Regions from separate parts of the Anas platyrhynchos genome. Here region 1 is linked to region 2. The links are chromatin contacts, called in public Hi-C maps. All regions are on one chromosome and are shown on one strand. Each heading gives the region's core, a stretch centred on a gene start, on an enhancer-like site or on the middle of the called end of the contact. The rest is flanking DNA. Distances are from core to core; before and after follow the strand shown. Region 1 overlaps LTBP2 (latent transforming growth factor beta binding protein 2). Region 2 holds the start of LTBP2 (latent transforming growth factor beta binding protein 2).

Region 1 (2,894 bases), core at 338-2,837, 47 kb after region 2:
GTGAAGCTTCCCGCTGCCTGTTGTCCTTCATGCAGAGCTGAATACCTCTCCTCGCTGAGGGGTTGTCTCTCTTCCTCTTGGCACCCCTGTCTCGGAGTGGGACTCTGAGGCTCCAGCTGCAGGGGACACCCTGGAGGAGCCTGTAAAGATTTTGTTTCTTGGCAGATATCAACGAGTGCGTGGATCCCAGCCCTTGCCCCCATGGGAAGTGTGTCAATACCCCAGGCTCCTACAGGTGTGTCAGCTGTGCGGATGGCTACCGGCCCAGGAACGGGAGATGCATCGGTGAGGACCTGGGGCTGGCCCTGGGAGGCACCCTCACCCCCATGCAAACCTCAAAAAGAGCCAGGGGCACGTGCAGCACGCTTGCCTAGCACAGTGCCCTTGCTCCTTGGGTGGTGGAGACGCAGCTGAGCACCCTCCCGTGCCATATTGCCCTTCTCCCTGTCACACAGATGTGGATGAGTGCCTTGTGGAGGGGACCTGTGCCCACGGACAGTGCATCAACCTGGATGGCTCCTTCCGCTGCTCTTGCTACCGGGGCTACGAGGTGGCACCTGATGGGAAGAGTTGCCAAGGTACCTGAGGAGCTCTTGGTCCAGACCCAGAGCCCCCTGACACGTCACACATCCACCCAGAGGTTTCCCTGGGCTCTTGAATTCTTGGCTCTGGCCAGGTCCTGACTCTTTGGACCCCATGTTGGCTGTTTCCCTCAGCTTAGCTGCTGGTTGTGGTTTCTCCTCATTCTTCCTGCTCCCCTCACTCTCCCTTGTGTGCTTACGCAGACATCGACGAGTGCACAGCCCGGGCTGCCTGTCCCTCCGCACTCTGCCTCAACACCGAGGGCTCCTACTCCTGCATGGCCTGTGATGCTGGCTACGCCGTGTCCAGAGATGGCAGTGTGTGCGAAGGCAAGGATTCCCTTTCCCTGGGACAGAGGAGCGGGTGCTGGAGGGAGGGAAAACCCAGGAGGGGAAGAGAAATAGCCATGCCTGGGTTGTTGTAGGGCCTGGGGAATCCCTTAGCCTCCAGATCCTTCGGCAGCTGCTCAGCTCCCCAGCCAGCAGGTAGCACGGGGCCGCAAGTGGATGTCACCCCGAGCAGCAGGAGGGAGATCTTCACCCAGGAAAGGGATGGGGGAAGGACTCCTGGGCTAATTGTGACCTGAGGAGAGCTGACAAAGGCCAGGGGAATATGAGGAGCCCTGGAAAGGTGGGCAGAGACAGGCTGTGTGTGGTTCAGTTCAGAATCGTGTGCCTGGAAGCACATGCCCCAACCATAGGTCCTCAATAGAGGAATTTCTCTAGAGAGAGCTGCAGAGCTCTGCAGCTTACACATAGCTGTTGAAAAGCACCCAGGAAGATCTCACTTTGCTGTGGCTCTCAGAAGTTCCCCTGCATGGGGTCTCCACTTCCCCATTCCAATTCTCCTCTGTGTTAGTGCCTGAGAAACCCGGTGTAAAATGAGGTCACTTCCCATATGATTTTTGCGTGCAATGGAAGAGCAGTGGTTTGGTCCCCTCCATCTGCCCTCCCCTTTCCCAGGACTGCACATGACCCCCTTCTCAGCCACCTTGCCCTGGCAGGGTCACGAGGGCACCTTATCAGGGTTCGATACCGTTCGGGTCACACTAACCCAATGGCAGGATGGCACGTTCTTCCCTGCCGTGGCCCGTGGCCTTGTCTGTGGATCTGGGCTTCATAGTTGAAAAACGATAAGGGTTTCGTGATAGTTTTGTGATAAATAAACTAGGTCATGGTTCGTCTCCAAAAGGATTGAAGAGCATCGCTACTTGCAGCCCTCTGGAGCTGAAGATGTCTGAAGCAGGACACCCTGCCCTGAGGAGGGAGGGAGCTGCTTTGTGCTTGGGGCATGCTTGGTGCTCTGCAGAGAGGAAGAGAGGGTCCTTTCCTTTGCCCTGGGCTCACTGTGGGGACACCCGCAGAGCCTGTGGCACGGGGACAGGTGACGAGCAGTCCTGAGCAATGGGGCTGGCTGAGGCTGGGCCAGCTTTGCCAGGAGAAGGACATCTTAGGCCAGCCTGGCAAGTAGGAAAGCAGGGCCACAGGACGTGTGGCTGGTGCTGGGTTATTTTCACAACGCCTGCTCTGCTGCAGCTGGCTGCAGAGAGGGCTTGGCAGCACACATGGCTCTGCGCTGGCAGTGGTGGTGGTACCCGGCACAAAGCCCTGCTGGAGGCAGGCGCTGGGGCTCACAGAATTGCACTGCAGGGCAGCCCGAGCCCTCTTTGCAGGCTGACAGCGGGCTGAGGGCTGCCCTGGGAGGGATTCTTCCAGGGGAGGCAGGAGCTGGGGCCTCACTCTGCGCCGTGTCCTTCTGCTCGGCAGACGTGGATGAGTGCGAAGACCCCGCTGTTCAGTGCCGGGGGGGAGAGTGCAGGAACACGCCGGGCTCCTACGAGTGTCACTGCCCAGCTGGCTTCGAGCTCCTCAACGGCACCGTGTGCCAAGGTACGAACCCATCCCTACAGCCTCCTGGCTCCGGGGCACGCAGCTGCCCTACGGATCCCCTTCTTTCTTGGCAGGGAGGATGCCAGTGCCTAGGCAGGTGATGCCACCACGCACGGCACACCCATAAGGCTGTAGCCAAATGTGCATAGGGAAGGTCTCTCCCTCCGTGGCAAGAAAGCCAGGGGCCAGGAGCCCAGCGAGGGCAGCCTGTAAGAGACCGTGGAGAGGAACAGGACGTCCCCCAGGGCTGGGTGGGGGGCTCTGACTCTGCTCCTTCTGCAGATGTGAACGAGTGCCTGAACAGCGAGATCTGCAGCCCCAACGGTGAGTGCCTCAACAGCCACGGCTCCTACTTCTGCATTTGTGCTCCCGGCTTCTCCAACACGGCCGGCGGAGTCAGCTGCCAAGGTGGGTCTGTGGGCG
Region 2 (2,707 bases), core at 83-2,582:
GCGGAGAGCTGGCCGCATCCGGGGAGCACGGAGGTGCCTGCTGCTCCTTGCTTTGATGCTGTTGCCAGCTGCTGTCACCGAGGCTGAAGCCCAAACCCACTCAGCCCCCCTGCTCCTGTCGCACTTGCTCACCTCCAGGGGCTCTGGTTCCAAGAGCCCCTGCCCTGCAGGCAAACGTGAGGGTAGAGGGAAAGGATTGCCCTGTGCGTCCCCCATCTCTCGTGTTCTCCCGCAGGCATCCAGTAGCTGCTCTCAGGTAGGGATGCTGAGATGCACCTTTCATCTGCCCGACCCTGATAGAACAAACCCGAGCTGATGAGCATTGCAGGACACCTCTTTTTGCAAGACACACTGCAGGGACATGCTGCTGGGTATCTCCCCGCCTTGAGTGCCCGCAGCACACTGCTTTGCTCTCCTCATGTGCAGAGATACAGAAAGAAGTTTTTAGCCACCCACCGAGCTCACAGCCACCACTTGCGGGCCAGAGGGAGCCCACCCCAAATACACCGTGCTGTCTGGCAGGGATGGAGCCTGTGCTGCTCCAGGAGGACTCGCTCCTGCCCAAAATGGCCAAGGGCAGTGGAGAGCAGCAGGGACGTGGCAGAGGATCAGGCTGAGCTGGCACATCTGGCTGAAAGGAGACTTTTGGCCACTTTCTCCCTCCTGCCACTCTTCCCTCGGTCCTTCTCAAAGCATTTAAGGCTCACTGGGAGCCAGGTGCCCGCAGGGAGGCGGATGGGAGGGATGGAGGTCTGCCCAGCTGGCGGGCTGTCTCCTGGAAGGTGCCACTGAGCTGAAGGACCTGGAGCTTCTGGGTGGGTCCTTTCCCAGCCCGGACCTACACAAGTAAGCACGAAAACCCTGAGCCGGGCTTGGGGGTGAGACCTCGGAGATCCCCGGAGCCAGCACGGGATGGCAAATAAAGCTTCCACCGCCGTGCCTCGGCTCTCTGCTGGGAGATGCCCCCGGGAGCCGCGGGCCGGCTGCCGGTGCTGCTGCGGCTGCGGAGAGCCCCAGATTTGGGGTCGGGGGCGCGTTCCTCTGCCCGCCCCCGGTCCCGCTCGGGGCTCCCAGGCTCGCTGCGGGCAGGGAGGGGGCAGCGGGGGCTGCTCGCTGCCGGGCCGGGCTCCCCGGGCAGGCAGGGGTTAAGGCTCCTCCGTTGTAGTTTGTTTCCCTTTGCCAAAGTGGGTGTTGCTGGAATGTCTCCTCTCCTAAGGAGGGGGGCCGAGCCGTGTCCTCCGGAGAGGGGGGGGGGGCGAGGGGGGGGGCGATGTCAGCATCAAAAAGACACAAAAGGGGGAGGTTTCCAAAAATAAAACCCTCCATCCCCTCCAGGCTCTGCCAGTGCCAGAGGCGGGCGCGAAGGTGCTCGGAGCTGCCCGCGGAGCGCGCCGGGGGGGGGGGGGACGACGACGACGACGACGAGCCGCCTTCCTCCTCCTCCTCCTCCTCTTCCTCCTCCTCCTCCTCCTCCTGCCGGGCCGCCCGGTGGGCAGCAGGTGCCGGCGGAGCCCGGCGGGGCGATGGGGCAGTGAGGCTCGGCTCCGCCGGGCGCACCGGAGCGCAGCCGGCGGGGCGATGCCCGCCCCTCGCCGCCGGCTCTCGGCCGCCCCGCGGGCTGACAGCATGCGGGGAGCCGCGGCCAGCGTCCTGCCCCTCACCTTCGCCATCCTGCTGGGGCTCGGCGACTGCCAGCGGGACCTGGCGGCCAGGCTGGAGCCCGGCGCCTCCCGGCGAGCCGAGCCCCGGCGCTTGCGGGGCCAAGCGGCGCCCCTGGGGGCTGCGGGCACGGCGCCGGGGCTGCCCCGGCCGCACCGAGCCCCCCAGGAGGCAGCGCCCCTGCCCGCAGCCCCCGGCCCCGGTGGCGGAGACGGGCTCGGGGCCCGGCGGGGACACGGCCACGGCCACGGGCACGGGCAGGGGCTGGCGGCCACCCGGCAGCGGCCCCGGAGCGGGCTCCGACCCCGAGCCGTGCCCCGGGCGAAGGAGCCGAGCGGCGCCGGGAGGATCGCGGGGTAAGTGCCGGGACCCCCGCGGGACCCCCGGGGGCTGCCTCCCCGCCGTGCTGCGGGCTGCGGGACGCCCCCTCCGCTTTTCCCCCCGGGCTCGGTGCCCCGAGAGGGGCTGCAGGGGCTCGGCTTTCCCCGAGGGATGGAGCGAGGCCGGGCGCTGCGGCTCGAGCTGCAGGTACCTGGCCTCTTGGCTCCTTCCTCCCATAATGGGCCCCTTGTAAGCGCTCCGCACGGCAGCTTCCCATGGCTTCAGCTGGCTCGGCCGGGGGAGGCTTCTTCCGAGCCGCCTGGCAGGGCTGCGTCCCGCTCCGGGCTCTGGCTGCAGCCCTGTGGAGGTGGAGAGGAGATCATATGGCAAGGCCAGCTGCTCAGCGGCCCAGGGGAGCTGCAGCGGGACGGCTGGCACGGCGCTGAGAAACCCTTTCCCCTGGGCTCCCTGCTCTGCGGTTCCCTCTGTGCTCCCCTGCTGCTGATGCCCCTCGGGATGGGTGCCCCTGCTAGAGGGATCGGCCACCAGAGCCCTGGCACGGGCAGCGGGACCGACACATGTGGCAGCACGCATCCACTCCCCCTGTGAGCCCTTGTGGGGGGAAGCAGAGGGCAGGCTGTGGGCTCACTGCCCTTGAACACGGGCAGAAAGGTCTTCTGTAACGTGGGGAGGGATCTGCACTAGAATGCAAAAGGCAGCTTCATCC

The links. A called contact is a pair of places that touch in the nucleus more often than the background predicts.
Region 1: a Hi-C map of F5 follicle shows a contact between it and region 2, with 1.8 times the contacts expected there. The contact joins the enhancer-like site here to the promoter of LTBP2 in region 2. A contact is called at or near these places in 4 of 8 Hi-C or Micro-C datasets (F5 follicle, skeletal muscle and subcutaneous adipose tissue).

The regions. Positions count from the first base shown.
Region 1 is chr5:24,388,929-24,391,822 of IASCAAS_PekinDuck_T2T, forward strand. LTBP2 (latent transforming growth factor beta binding protein 2) reads left to right here. Exons shown (of 35, transcript XM_072038456.1): 19 at 166-285; 20 at 456-578; 21 at 786-911; 22 at 2,349-2,471; 23 at 2,754-2,879. Among named protein-coding and RNA genes, the nearest start is that of NPC2, 11 kb to the right of the region's middle. Within about 2 kb of position 1,588, at least 2 of the 8 cell types and tissues checked have an H3K27ac peak or open chromatin away from gene starts, as enhancers often do. A contact at or near this core is called in F5 follicle, where this site is marked.
Region 2 is chr5:24,341,985-24,344,691 of IASCAAS_PekinDuck_T2T, forward strand. It overlaps LTBP2 (latent transforming growth factor beta binding protein 2), which reads left to right and starts at 1,333. Exons shown (of 35, transcript XM_072038456.1): 1 at 1,333-2,015. The coding sequence starts at 1,579. It overlaps LOC106017682 (a long non-coding RNA gene), which reads right to left and starts at 2,695. Exons shown (of 5, transcript XR_005266042.2): 1 at 2,192-2,695; 2 at 133-293.